Linked DNA regions of Gossypium hirsutum: region 2 is linked to region 1. Evidence: chromatin contacts called from public Hi-C data. All regions are on one chromosome and are shown on one strand. Each heading gives the region's core, a stretch centred on a gene start, on an enhancer-like site or on the middle of the called end of the contact. The rest is flanking DNA. Distances are from core to core; before and after follow the strand shown. Region 1 holds the start of LOC107888760 (protein PPLZ12). Region 2 holds the start of LOC107888758 (40S ribosomal protein S20-2).

What was found. A called contact is a pair of places that touch in the nucleus more often than the background predicts.
Region 2: a contact with region 1 is called in a Hi-C map of leaf, with 2.2 times the contacts expected there. The contact joins the promoter of LOC107888758 here to the promoter of LOC107888760 in region 1. A contact is called at or near these places in 6 of 34 Hi-C or Micro-C datasets (callus, hypocotyl and leaf).

The regions. Positions count from the first base shown.
Region 1 is chrA09:39,172,690-39,179,877 of Gossypium_hirsutum_v2.1, forward strand. LOC107888760 (protein PPLZ12) reads right to left here and starts at 5,381. Exons shown (of 5, transcript XM_016812957.2): 1 at 4,870-5,381; 2 at 4,546-4,666; 3 at 4,337-4,428; 4 at 3,277-3,373; 5 at 2,342-2,886. The coding sequence starts at 5,064. The coding sequence ends at 2,516. LOC107888759 (LRR receptor kinase SERK2) reads right to left here. Exons shown (of 3, transcript XM_016812956.2): 2 at 7,095-7,188; 3 at 5,394-6,990. The coding sequence ends at 5,666.
Region 2 is chrA09:39,448,840-39,456,177 of Gossypium_hirsutum_v2.1, forward strand. It overlaps LOC107888758 (40S ribosomal protein S20-2), which reads right to left and starts at 4,986. Exons shown (of 4, transcript XM_016812953.2): 1 at 4,744-4,986; 2 at 3,704-3,830; 3 at 3,431-3,544; 4 at 2,478-2,814. The coding sequence starts at 3,815. The coding sequence ends at 2,672.

The DNA of each region.
Region 1 (7,188 bases), core at 4,131-6,630:
AATTCATGAAATCTAATCAATTGTTTCTGTTGGCAGTGATATTTTCCTTCACCAGGACACTACTTTAATGCCACAAAACAAATAAGCTTGGAGTGCATTGAATTTTCTCAGTTCAAGATAGGCAGTTCAAGATTGCGCTAAATTTTAAATTTATTTTTTAAGTGAATCAAATATTAAAAAGAGGACTTAAAATTCTATTGAAATTTAATTTAAATTCGACTTGATTTATTATTAAATTTATTTATTCTTTCTTCATTGAATATTTCAAATCTCAAATTTAATTTTAAATTTTTTTGACCTACTACTTTTATATCATTCACAGCTTCATTGACATGATAGGAATTCTTTGAAATTTTTTTTCATTCTTCCCAACCATTGTTTTTCTGAAAAATCATCGTAATTGCCTACTAATAAATTTCACAAATACTAATGTATCATATTTTTTTACTAATATGTTAACATGAAATGCGACGCCTTGCCTTTAAAATTATTATATCAATAGTTAATAATTTTTTACTTCTAATTTTTTATACAACAAATCCCTCTAATTGTTAAATGTAATATATTAATATTTTCATAATTATTTTTAAAATGATGTACCTCTTAAAACATAAATACAGATTTAACTTAATATATTTAATAACAAATCTTTTTTAAAATGTTACTTTATATCAACGTTGAAACAATATTTTTAAATTAGATAAATTATCAGAATAATTAGTTTTGTTTACATCAACTTACATTTTAGTCACTTATATTTGAAATATTACGTTTTAGTCACTTACGTTATCATGTTATAACATTTTAGTTACTGAGTCATTAATTATCGTTAACGTTGTAACGGTAAGCTGTAGTGGCAGATTAAATCATCATTTCAAACAAAAATTTTAGGTTAATTTCTACAATCAGTTTCGTATTTTTTCGTTTTGAGCAATTTAATTTTTTCTTTTATGTTTTTTTAACTTTTCATTTTTTTTCATTCTTTCAACTTCTCTCTCTGTTTTCCTCACTTCTCTATATCTTTTAACATAGTTATTTTTTATGTTTTTCATTTGTTAAAACTAGTCCCCATACTTTTATTTTTTGAACAATTTAATTTTTTCGAGTGAGGCAAGCTTGTGGACTAGATTTAACAAATGAAAAATATAGAAAAAAAACTATGTTAAAAGAAATTAAAATGGAAGAAAACAAAGGGAGAAGCAAAATAGAATGGAATAAAAAAAAAGGAAAGTTAAAAGAACATAAAAGAAAAAAATTAAATTGCTCAAAATGAAAAAATATAGGGACCAATTGTAGAATTTAACATAAAATTTTCATTTGAAATGATGATTGATCATGCCATGTCAGCTTACCATTACACCGTTGACGACAATTAATAGTTCAGTGACTAAAATGTTACAACACAATAACGTAAGTGACTAAAACGTAACATTTCAAACATACATGAGTAAATGTAACATGAGGCAAATCAAAATAACTATTTTAATAGTTTATCCTTTTAAATTTTACTTGTCAAGGGAAGAAAGATTCTTGATTATATTTTTTGAAATATTCTACTGAAATTATTTGCATACATTTAATTTTTATATTATATTTTAAAATTAAGTGTATTTTTTAAGTTGTTTATATACTTAAATATTATTTCATCAATAATTTCAATTAATACATCATTATTTAATTGTAAAAATTTTATAAAATATACGAGCATAGAAAACCAGTCATATGTGTATTTTAAAAGCATTTATATTATTGGTTAAGCCTGTGATTGAGTTGGTATCACGAGTTAATCGGCCCCCAACTTGGTTAGGAAAATGAAAAAAATATCTTTTCGTATTTAAAATAATTTATATGAGTACTTTAGTCTTTTACTTGAAAATAAAAATAAAAATATACATATTTTAGGATTTAAACCTAGACCAATTACATAATTAAAACCTTTAATTTATCACCCAATCAAAACTCTATTTTAATTTTTTTTATCCATTTTAATTTTATCATACACTCTTTATCGAGCTCTTTATTAAGCTCTTTATTACCTCCATCGAGCTTTACTTGCTTGACCCTACACACCCATCTAAAGAATAGTGCAATGTAAATGACAACTACGAGAAATAACTTCTGATTACCTTCAAAATATTGACATGTTTATAATTTGAGCATTTTAAAGGTTTCCCTTTGGTATTTCCTGGCCTGTCTACTAAATATCAGTGAGTCAGTCATCAGCCATTCAAAAGATATGCCATTCTCAAGGATGTAGGTGCTTTTGGTTTTATAATATATATACATAGAGAGAGAGAGAGAGAGAAAGAGAGAGAGAGAGAGAGGTAAAAACAAATAAAGGTAAATGTAAAAATAGAGCAATCTCATCTCCTCAAATTGTTAAATCTGTTTTACACAGCCCTATATATCAACCAATCTTACAGTCTCACCACTCACAAGTATCACAACAGTATTTACTACTCAAAGACCTACCTATTTGATTGTCTTCTCTCTTTCAATTAAAAACAACTCTTGCTTATTCAACATTTACTTTAGCACTAGCTGCCTCCATCAGCCCATTCCGTATCTGCTCACCGATATCCCTAACATGACCAGGTCCATGGGGTATAAAAACAGTAGTGTTCTTGGAGGAGTTTCCGAGGTCTTTGATTGTATCAAAGTACTGTGTGATCATTATAAGATCCATCACTTCCTTGGCTGAGGTGCCTTCCACCTTGTGAGAGAAATTCAAAATGTTCTCCCTCAACCCATCCGTGATTGCCTGCCGCTGCCTGGCCACACCCACCCCACCCAAGTACTTGGCTTCGGCTTCTGCTTCTGCTCTTTTAACTTGGAGAATCTTCTCAGCTTCCCCTTTGTACACACTGGCAAGCTGAAGTCTTTGAGCTGTAAAATAAAATCATAGCCAAGTTATGCATTTCTTCAAATTTCAGACAAATGGATCTCAGGAGTCCAAGAGTATTAGACTCGAGTTTGCATGGTCTTTGAGCTGTAAAACAAAATCATAGCCAAGTTATGCGTTTCTTCAAATTTCAGATAAATGGATCTAAAGAGTCCAAGAGTATTAGACTCGAGATTGAATGGTCACTGAATTTCATTGCATCGTTTAATAGCTTAATTAGTGCCAAGAAGACAGACGTGATTCTTACAGAAGCTGGAGTTTAGGTAGTACTTTCACAACTTTAACAAAATTTTATATGCTTGTATCAGAAAGAGAGAACTAAAACAGATAGCTCAATAAAAGTGGGAACATCTTTAATTGGTACATGTCATTACCTGCATTTATCTCATTCATTGCTTTGCGTACAGAAGAATCAGGAATGATGTCAACCATCAGAATATGCTCAATGCTATATCCATATTCTCCCATAACCTGATACATAATTTCAGATTCAATATAATATATGATATGAATAGCCTCATAAAAGGTAGAGAAGAAGCACATAGATTGAGAAAAGGAAACCCAAATTTAGATGCATGCATAACCACTCTAGCGCAATTAGATAGAAAATGGTCATAATTTATCATGTATCATTAAAAAAGAATTGCTACATTACAAGAAAATGAAAATGGCTGTTCCTCATGCATTCATATTCTGGTAAAATGCAGGCCAAACAAGAAGACCACAAAATAGTCCTAATCTCTCCTTTATTGCAAAGGAGAGCTAGTCCATTGCTTCACTTACCATCTACTATTGGGCACATCAAACTGAAAGCAACAAGTACAAGACTGACAGTAAAAGTAACATGGAGGCCCCTATACTAGGGGCTAGATTGCATTTTGCCTCCTCTACTAAAAAATGGGCAAATTAGTAATGGGCAAATTAGTCTCTATACGTTAAATCAAAGAGGCAAATTGATCCTTTTTTATGAAAATTTCATTCATTTATACTGGTAAAAATTAGCATAACTGATGGAATAACCAAAAAGTGACACATGATGTGCCATGTGTAGGACCATTTTTGAACCGTAGAACTGGATGAAATTTTTTACAGAAAGATCAGTTTGCTTTTTTATCTAATATATGTGGACTAATTTGCTCAAAATGCATGACTCTTAGTACAAGGACATCTATCGTACTTTTTTCGAGAGTGACATATCAAAGTCTACTTAGGTTTACCAGCTCATCAGTTTCTACAACCAAAATTTATCTATACATATACATGCCTATATAATCATTGGTCTTCTTCGGTCCACCCGTTAAACAGTTTTTACAACCAACTATATATGTATGTGAGTGTATATATACATGTAAGCCTTATGCGCTTAATTTAAGCACTCTTGAGTAGTTTGGTGCATAAGGATAACTGGTATAGCAAATGAATGAACTATACTACCTTCTCAATTTCCTCAAGCACTGCTTTAGCAACCTCACCCTTTTGTTCAAAGAGTTCATCCAAATCCATCCTTGGAACTATAGCTCGAACCACTACCACCAACAAGGGAAAAGAATGAGACGAAATGCGATGCATAAATGGTTTTAGTTTACCAAAAAAGGAGCATAATATTATGGCTGATACGCATAAAGAAAGCCAAAGAAAATGACCATCAAACACAAAAGCCTGGATCTGTTCTTTGGGATTTTGCAGCTCATAGAATGCATCATCAGCATGTCGTTTCATCACTCGGTATTGAATGGAGCAAACCAATTGAACAAAAACATTGTCCTACAAAATGTAACATTCTCGTATTCATACTCATTGATCTTCAGCTAGTAAAGCAACAATATCAATGTAAATCTTGTTCAATATTGGGCGATTTCCCAGCAAAACAAGCACACACAAAAAAAAATGATAAAATTCATATGATGAATTGATTAGAAATAGAGAAGCTAGGCATATTGATGGAAGGGGTTAAAACGGGACTTGACCTTGGTTTTGGTCTCGATGCGAACATCGAGAGAAGAGATTCGGGTAGAAAGGACGCCGGCGAGCCATTGACCAGCGCAGGGGTTAAATAAGTGAAGGCCAGGCTCCGCTAACTTCTCGAAACGACCCCACCTCTCCACCACGCCTATACTGGCCTGATCGACGCACGCAAAGAATATGCAAGACGTATTCCCCATTTTTTTTTCTCAATCGATAATAAACAAAACGGATGAAACAAAAAAGAAAGAACTAAAATCAAATGAAAGGAGGTGGAACTCTTTGGTTCTTGATTACGAGTTAATACGGTGATAAGTAGGAGATTCGGTGTGGACGGACTACGATAAGGATTTGGACTCTCGACTTCTCGCGTCGCCTCCTTCGTGGTGATTTTTTTATTTTGAGAAAAAAGTTGGTTTTAATTGGATTTGGATAGCATCCAGGGTTGCTTCTTGACGTAGGGGATTATTACCTTTGCTTGACCCATTGCATTTTGAAGTGCAGAAAAAACAAATAAAAATCAAGTATATTTACTAAAACGCTCCATAATATGGAATGGTTATTATCTTCTGTTTTCGTACTCTGAAGATATCATACCAGAATATCTCACCAGACTCTGATCAAACAAGTAAATTTCACATGACTTTACCCAAAGTATCCCAGCAAACACAAAGAGCCATCATAAAGCTAGGGAGATGAAAATAAAATTAAGGGTTTACAAAGTTACATCACTTGTGCCAATGAAAGCACAAAAATCCAAAACTTAAAAAGCTTGACATGAAAATCCAGTTGAAACCGAGTCTACACGCCCAGATCTTGAACCACTGCTTCCATGGATGGTCTTTCTACAGGACACTCGTGAGTGCAATGCCAAGCAATTCTTGCAAGTTTAGCTGCTTCACATTCCAAGTACCTACCATGTAGGTTTGGGTCTATAAAATCTTGGATTCTACAACATTCACCTCCAACTCGTACCAAGCTAGTCACATTTCGTTTCCCACAAAGGACTTGAAAAACCACGACCCCAAATGCATAAACATCACTCTTCTCGGTAAACCAGCCTGTACTAGTGTATTCAGGAGCTAAGTAACCCATAGCAGCACTGCCCTTGAGTGCTGCAAACACGATATCATTGGTAAGGAGGTTGTGCAAGCCCGAATCCGAGAGCAAAGGATTGAACTGATCATCGATGAGCACTTTTTGAGCTGAAATGTTTTGGTGAACGAGGGCAGGTTTGTTTACTTCGTTACGATGCAAATATGCTATACCTTTGGCTATGCCTTTAACAATGGAAACTCTTGTGGACCATTCCAAGACCTGTCCATTACCATCCTTGACATCAAGACAGCTTAGTAAATTCCCATTAGGGACAAAATCATATATGAGAAAGCACTCTCCCCGGGCCTTTGAACAACAGAACCCTCTCAATCCCACTAAATTTTCATGCTTCAATGAAGCCAAAACATTCAGTCCCTTCAAGAACTCAGCGTCATCTGATTTGCAACTAGTTTTGCCGATGCTTTTAATCGCAATAGCTGATCCATCCCTTAGAAACCCTCTATAAGTTGCGGAAAAGTTACTCTTCCCCAATAAATTTAACTCCGAAAAGTACTGAGTAGCTGTCTCCACCTCTTCTAAGTTGAACCTAAAGCTCTCAGCAAAGCCATTGTAGTTCCTGCCATCAGCCAAAGGATCCCAACCATTAGCATACTCAAGGCTAATGAGTGGAGATCCGTTCTTCCTACTAAACTCCTTGGTTTGATCGGTGCTAAGGCGGTTTTCAGGAACTTCAGATAAGCTACTAAGCTTCTGTTGCTGGCGATGATATTGCATGAATGTGACGAGTCCTATAACTGATAATGCAACTATGACAACAATCAGGGCAACAAGAATAGGACCCCTTTGAGACTTTGATGGCTTCGAGCAGGGTTTTTGCTCACAAGGTAACTGAAGATTTGCCGTCTCCGGTATTTCTCTAGTAACACCAGCTGCCTCTGAACCATACACCTCAGGTTTGCTTGGATTAATATGATCAGAATCATTACAAACTTTCAATGATGCAAAACCAGACCCACATAGACCCGGATTATTTTGAAACAAGAATCCATCATTCAGCCTCTTAAGAGCTACATCAAACCAAGAAGGGAAAAAAATCAAATGAAGTTCATTATTATTTTTCCATAAAGCCAAGCAGAATATAGTTATATATATATATACATAAAAGATGTACCAAGAGGGACATTGCCAGAAAGTGAATTGTTCCGAATGTCTAGAACTTGAAGCAAAGGTGCATCAGCTAGTTTCGTAGGGATAGAACCAAAGAA
Region 2 (7,338 bases), core at 3,736-6,235, 280 kb after region 1:
CTTCTTCTTCAAGCCGTAGGAAAGAAAAAAGAAACCCTATTTTGAATTTCAAACTTTCAACATAAATTTGGTATGTTCAATTAAGTCATTTTCTTGTAATTTTTATGTTTATTAAGTGGTGGAAGCTTAATTCAGCTGGCCCATGTACCAATTTGCAAAACTGCTAAAGTTTCTAAAAGTTTCCATTTACGAATGATTGAAGAAATTGGTGTTAATTTGTTAGATTTTAAGCTTATATGTGAAAAAAGGACTAGATTATAAAGTGAAAATTGTTAGTTCTAAACATAGGGACTAAAGTGTATATATTTCAAAATTGATGTAAATTTTCTGTAATTTTAGATAATAGAATGATATAAAAGGATGTAATTAAGATCATTTTCACTATTTAAGCTCAAAATTGAAAGTAATGGAAATTTCGGTTTTAGGGACTAAAATTGAATAAAATGAAAACGTTTAGGGGCATTCAAATAATGAAATTGAATTGATATATACCTATTATAGGATGTTATAAAAGGTATGGAATTGATAAATTGAATTGAATTATTATACAGATCAAGAATTGAATCAAATTGAAGATAATCAAGGAAAAAGCAAAATTTCATATTAGTCCTTAAAGATTCAATCGCTTGCTGTTTTTCCAGGTAAGTTCATATGGAAATTAATTTTTTTATTCATGTTATGAATTAACTATATTTGATTTGCTTTTTGATATGCTTAAATGTGAATTGATTGATTTTGGCACCAATAGGACTAAATTGCAAAGAATAAGGAATTATGGCTATTAGTAAATGATATGGAATGTTATGTGAAATATGTAAAATGTGTCTGCTGCTACAGGGTTTGAAATGACATGATAACAGTAATAGTGCTCGTATGAACTTAGTAAATGGTTAGGAGATGAATGACATGCCATTAGGTCCCAAAAAAAGAACGGGTTTGATTAGGGATTTTTATGATAGTTTGAGATCCAGCATGTGTTGCGGGTTCTCTAAAGCTTATGAGAGCAATCATCGAACTAAGCTTGTGTGAGCAACCTTGATCTGGAACTTGTGTGAACCATTTCATAAACAAAAACTTGTGTGAGAAAAATAGTCCCAAGTATTCAAGTTCAATTTAGTAAAATTCTTTGAAGTGAGAAAATGGTAATTTAACGGAAAAATGAAATGGTTGAAATGATTGTACATGAATGGAAATATATTTTCTTCCATATTGGTTATGATTTTGTTAGTACATGTTTAAAATAAATCGTTACATATGTATATGATTATGTTATAAGTTCATGTCATGTAAATGATCTAACCTTTGAATGTGTTTGTTGATATGCATATGAAAGAATAAGGATGCCAATGATTGACATGCTTTATTCCAATATGTTTTAATTGTTTAATTGTTGAATTATCAAGGTAAGTTAAGTAAATATTCATATGGGTTACTAAGCATTCATTATGCTTACCCCCGTTGTCTTCCTTTTCCTTTGCAGATTGTTAACTTGCAGAATGTGTCGATCGGATCTACGAGAAGCTCCATTTTTTCTTGTAAATTGATGATTTGAAAAAAAAAAATTCCACGTACTAAATTTTAATTGGTTGGTTTAGGATTCACTAAGGATGTTAACTCCAAATACCATAGTAATACACAAATTGATAGTTCATGTACTACATTGGAAATTTCAAAGTATAAAATACCACATTGGACATTTTATGGAAATACAGGTACCAAATAATACACAAATTAATAGTTTAGGTACCACTTTAGATATTTTCAAAGTACATATACCACATTCGACATTTTATGAAAATACATGTTCCAAATATTACACATATTGATAGTTTCAGTACCACATTAGATATTTTTAATTATAACGTACATGTGTCAAATATAATATTTTCCGTAAAAGATTTAATTTGAATTTATAATTGTGATTAAAATTATTCTTTTATACAATATTAGACGTAAAGATAAGGTAACAAAATTTAAATCCGTATTAAATTGGTCTCTAAAAGTCCTATAAGCTCCTCTCTATACAAGTTAATTTGTAAACTATTAATGTTTTCTTAAACAAATACTGATATAAAATATCCACAAATTAACGTCTCAACTTGAATATTTGGAAAGTGTTTTTTTTTTATTCTTTTTTATTCTGAACGTACGTCACCATTTTATTGGTTAAAAAAACAATCTAAATTATATGATTAACATTATTTTGACCTATAATTTTTTTTAAAGGTAGTGAAATTTAATATTTGATAGTTTTGACATCTAAAGAAATGGTTGCAACTTTGTTATTTGGGTTTTTTTCATAAGTATCTTTACTTTTAATTGAATTTAAAGATTTTCAAGAATACTTTTTTTACTTTGGTTAAAAACTGTGATGAATGAACTGATGAGAGATAGAGCAACCATAAAAAATTTTAATGAGAAAAAGTATTAAAGAAAAATGCAACAAAAATTATATTAGTCTCTTTCATGTCTTTAAATACTACACAACTCGTTTCTTGACTTTTGATTTCAAATAAATTTAAAAAATCCAAACATAATCTTCGGATAACAAAAAGGAAACAAAACCTGGAGCCATAAAACAGATGAAGACTCACTTCAACACTAGTATGGGAAAAATACAAGCTAAGGAACCCTACAAATCATTCTAAGCAGAGCAGAAGTGACTCCATATTTAAGAATCTGCAATGGTGACCTCCACCTCCACACCAGGTTCAATGGTAATAGATGTTATCTGCTTCACCACATCAGGAGAACTGAAGAGGTCAATAACTCGCTTATGAACACGAAGCTCAAACCGATCCCATGTGTTTGTTCCTACACACCACCCAAATGATTAGTCTTGATGCATCATGACCCTTAGCATACTAGATTGTTATTTTAACACAAACAAATCACATGTGCACCATGTAGCTCAAGCATCTAACATTAGCAAAGTCAAGTTCAACATATCAGAACAAGCAAAAAGTTAGCAGTTAGTTCCTTCAAGAAAAAGATGGATGTGGAATTCAAAATTATTAACCAGCATGCAATTACAATAAAGTAGTATAAAATGCAGAGGACAAGGCAAGAATGCATAGACACTCCTGTTTCTTGTGGGTGTTATGATTACAGAGAAAAACAGCATGCAATTACAAAAAAGTTGTATAAAATGCAGAGGACAAGGCAAGAATGCATAGACACACCTATTTCTTGTGGGTGTTATGATTACAGAGAAAAACAGAAATTCAGCAGTATTATATGCTCCATCACAACAAGATACCATTTCTAAAATCATTTCTGACGAACAGGGAACTAGAGTATTCTCCATACAATAGGTTTCTGAAACATGCTTTCGAGGTAGAGTCAAAATAGTTTCAAACATAAATAATTGGGTAATAATGTAAGCTACACAATACAATAAGAGTCCGTTGGACTCAAGGGGAGTAAATACCTTCACCACATGGAGACTTCCTTGTTGTAATGTGAAGAACCTTGGTAGGCATCCTCACAGGTCCCTTAACTCTCAGTCTCTTATCCTTGGCACCACGAACCAGATCAGCACAAACTATCAATTAGACATATAGACATTAGACTAACCAATGCTTAGTCTATCCATTTAATCCATATCAGACCCCCAGAAAGTACTCATCACTATATGAAATTTAGCTAAGAAGAGGAAAATTTGATAGTAACAAGATTATAGAGGTATAAGATAAATCGGTACCTTTCTCAAGGTTTTTCACATTCTTGGAGGAGAGAGTGATTCTGATCTTGTGTATCTGTTCTTGGGGCTCCTCCAAACCAGGCTTGGTCGGCTTCATTGCAGCGTAGGCCATAGTTGCTTTTGTGTTCTGTTCAGTACAATCAATTTCTAATAAATAAAAAAGTTATCATCCAAAAGCAATTCACAAAATTAAAAATCTTAAGACTCAGTCAGCTTTTAGCTAGAAATATCAATATATAAATGATATCGCAAGGGGTGATGGCAATTAAATGCACATCAATTTTCTCACAAAATTCTATTTTCAGTTTCAGTTCTCCCTTATTTTCTTTCTGCTTTGTCCTCATTCTTCTTTACCGATTTCTGAGTTGAAACATGTCATAAGAGATAACAGTCTGACTAGAACTCAAAAGGAAATGGGTTAATTGAAAAAAGGATGCTGATAGGATTGTCACCAAGGTTGGAAAAACTAGGAGCAGTTGAAAATGGAGCTGCAATCTGAAATGCAAATGGGAGAAAAGTTCAGAGGTTGAAATGAGAAATATGTTTAAAAGATGCAGATGATGAAAGGCTCAATCAGAGGAATGGCAGAATTTGAGTCAAAGCTGAAAATTGTATTGTGAGTTGCCACAACAATAAAGTTATAAATCCAGGACTGCGGTTGCTACCAGAAATGTTGGTAGGTTCTAGGATTCAGACTAAATACTCCAAGGCCCAGTGTCACAAATTCGATGGTGGGGATTGTCAAGGATGGTTGCCTAAAATGGTTCTTTGAAGATGATCAATCCAATGATTTCCATTTTAAAACAGTAACGGAAATGTTGCGAAAACTGGAAAAGGTTATAACCCAAAAATTGTGGGTTTTTACTTGTTTGATTGAAGATCATTCCGGTGAACTAGAGCTATAAAACCCAGAATACAGAAAACCTAAAGCACTGTTCTTTCTTATTTTGCTCATTAATCTGACCCCAATTCCAAAGCAAGCTATTTTACACATCAAATAAAAATACCAAGGAAAATAAAAGGGAAAGAGAAAAGGAAACCTGGAAGAAGTGGATGAAGTGAAAGAAGTTAAGTGTTAAGCAACAGCCTTTGGTTGCCTCTTTCCTCAAAAGCCAACGGAGTAAATGTATTTTTAGAAGATATGCAAGGGGATCGGTAGGGGCAGAGGCTTTTATTATTAGGGTTAGGGTTTTTAGAAAGAAGGCTCGACCAAATAGATTTACGGGGTCGGGCTGCAATATTTAGTGGGTAAATTCTTTGTTGGTAACCCAACTTTTAGGGTCTTCCTTGTAATTTTGTCACCTAGGACGTTTTAAGCATTAAAAAAAATTAAGAATTAAAGTAAAAAGGTGGTAGATGCTAAAATGATACACAAAATTATTAAATTATACTTATTTATTTATTGATAATGCCAATTAATTTATTACTATAATATTGAAATTAATTAATTTAATCTCTTTTAAAATTTAAAATTTTATTTTATATTTCCATATTATCCTTAACGAAAATAACTTAAATAACTAATTTTAATAATTGTTTACGAAATTAAAAGTTCTTTTGGTTATATAATCTTGAATATTCCTAAACTAAAACCAAAGCAAAAATACTTGTAATTAATTAAATTAATTGTTTGTTCTTCATTTGGGTAAAGAAGTGATGACAAAAATTATGAGTTTTATTTAGTATAAAATATAAAATTAATTAATTTAAAAGATTTTTCTTTACTTTTAGCTTAACATGAATTATTTGAGTTTAATTTGAAAACACGAAATAAATTTTAAATTTTAAATAAAAAGTAAAATTTTACCGAAAAATTTGAAAAGTAAACTTAGAATTTTAGGAATATTGTAAAAACAATTTCTAAATAAAATGTCCAATCTACCCTTATTCTATATAGGAGTTGAAAATATATAATTTATATAGGTAATTAAAATGTGATAAACAAAATAATATATTAAAAATCATATTAAAGCAAATTTCACCAATATGAACATAAATAGAATTAAAGAAAAAGAAATAATATGATTTAATATTCTAATAAATAAATAGAGAAAACAATGATAAATGGATCACTAATAAGAAAACTATAAAAAATGAGTATTAAACATGTAAAATAAATAAATTCATCCTTTCATCTCGAAATCTTAAAAAAAATTAATGGTTTTTTACTGGAATAATATAAAAAAATATGAAAATGGGTTGATGCTAAAATTAAGTACTGAAAAGGTATATTTGAATGGGTGGAGGACGGTGCATACGCGGCACGACCCTCATTTTCTGACACTTTACAGTAAAAAAAATATATTTTAGTAGTGGAGAGTGTCAGATAGGCGGCACCAGTTGTGCCTATCAGATAGGCAGCACCAGTTGTGCCTATCAGATAGGCAGCACTAGTTGTGCCTATCTGATAGGCGGCACACCCAGTATATTCCCCCACTCCCCTATCCGGCTCGTATCAGTTTGGAAAAAAAATTTAGCAGAACAAGAGAGGGAGAAGAGAAGAAAGAAAGAAAAGAGAAGAAAGAAAAGAAATGTAATTTTTTTTATTGTTATTTTCAAATATAATAGATTATGATAAGAAAAAAAATTGTTAGTATTATATAGTTTGTTTAGTGTTATTTTTATGTTTTGTTTTAAAGTTTTTTTGTTTATTGTGATTTGTTACTAAGTTTTGTGTTTAGATTATTGAGAATGTTATCTTGTAAAATTTTTTAATATATTTGATATTGTTAGAAATGGCAATAAATTTGATATTGTTAGAAATTGACTATTATCATTCATTAAATTTTTTATGTAAGTATTTTTATGTTGTTCGAAATTGTTTTGAGATTTTTTTATTAATTTTTTAACAGATTGAGTAATGAAGATGGATAATCAGTTTTTTGTATGCGTTTATTTCGATGGAGTCATTTTGATAACAACCGTTGGATGTATATTTGAATGTTGGCAACAAATAGCAATGAGATTTAATAGAAATGTCTCATTAGATGATATGAAGGGAAGGATTAACACAAAAATTGTTAGACGTTGTGGGAGAAGGATCTCGAAACTTTTTTACAAGTTTCCAGTTTGGACAAACCCTATCAAATTCACTAAAATGGAACTTGCAGACGACGAAGATGTAGAGACAATGATCGCTCTTTACTGTAGGAATCAGAGTGACAAAAATGCACCGATTCACTTATTTGCTGAGTTAGCCAGTTTGGAGCAAAATGAAAATTTCACTGCCTATGGTGAAGAACATGGAGCTAAAGAACCATGCATGGTGGCTCCAATATCGCACGTTGGTAGTGAATCGACTATACGCGGGATTGATATCAATCTTAATGTTACATCCGATATTTATGTGGTTGGTGATGATGGATATGATAGTAGTGATCCTTGTGATCAAGAGGTCGATAGCGATGGTTATCCCAATGTAGACGAGGTCCCCGATGATATTGACGATGAAGACGTGAATGATGATGGAAACATTAGCACGCCTTCAGTCAGGAGCCAGATTCGACGTATTGTGATACATAATAATCCTGTGCCACACATGTCGCTCATAGATCCCGACGCAGTGCACGTAGCTGAATTCCTGGAGTACCTTGAAATACTTTCTGCTCACTGGCTGACCGTAAATTCTAGTCCTG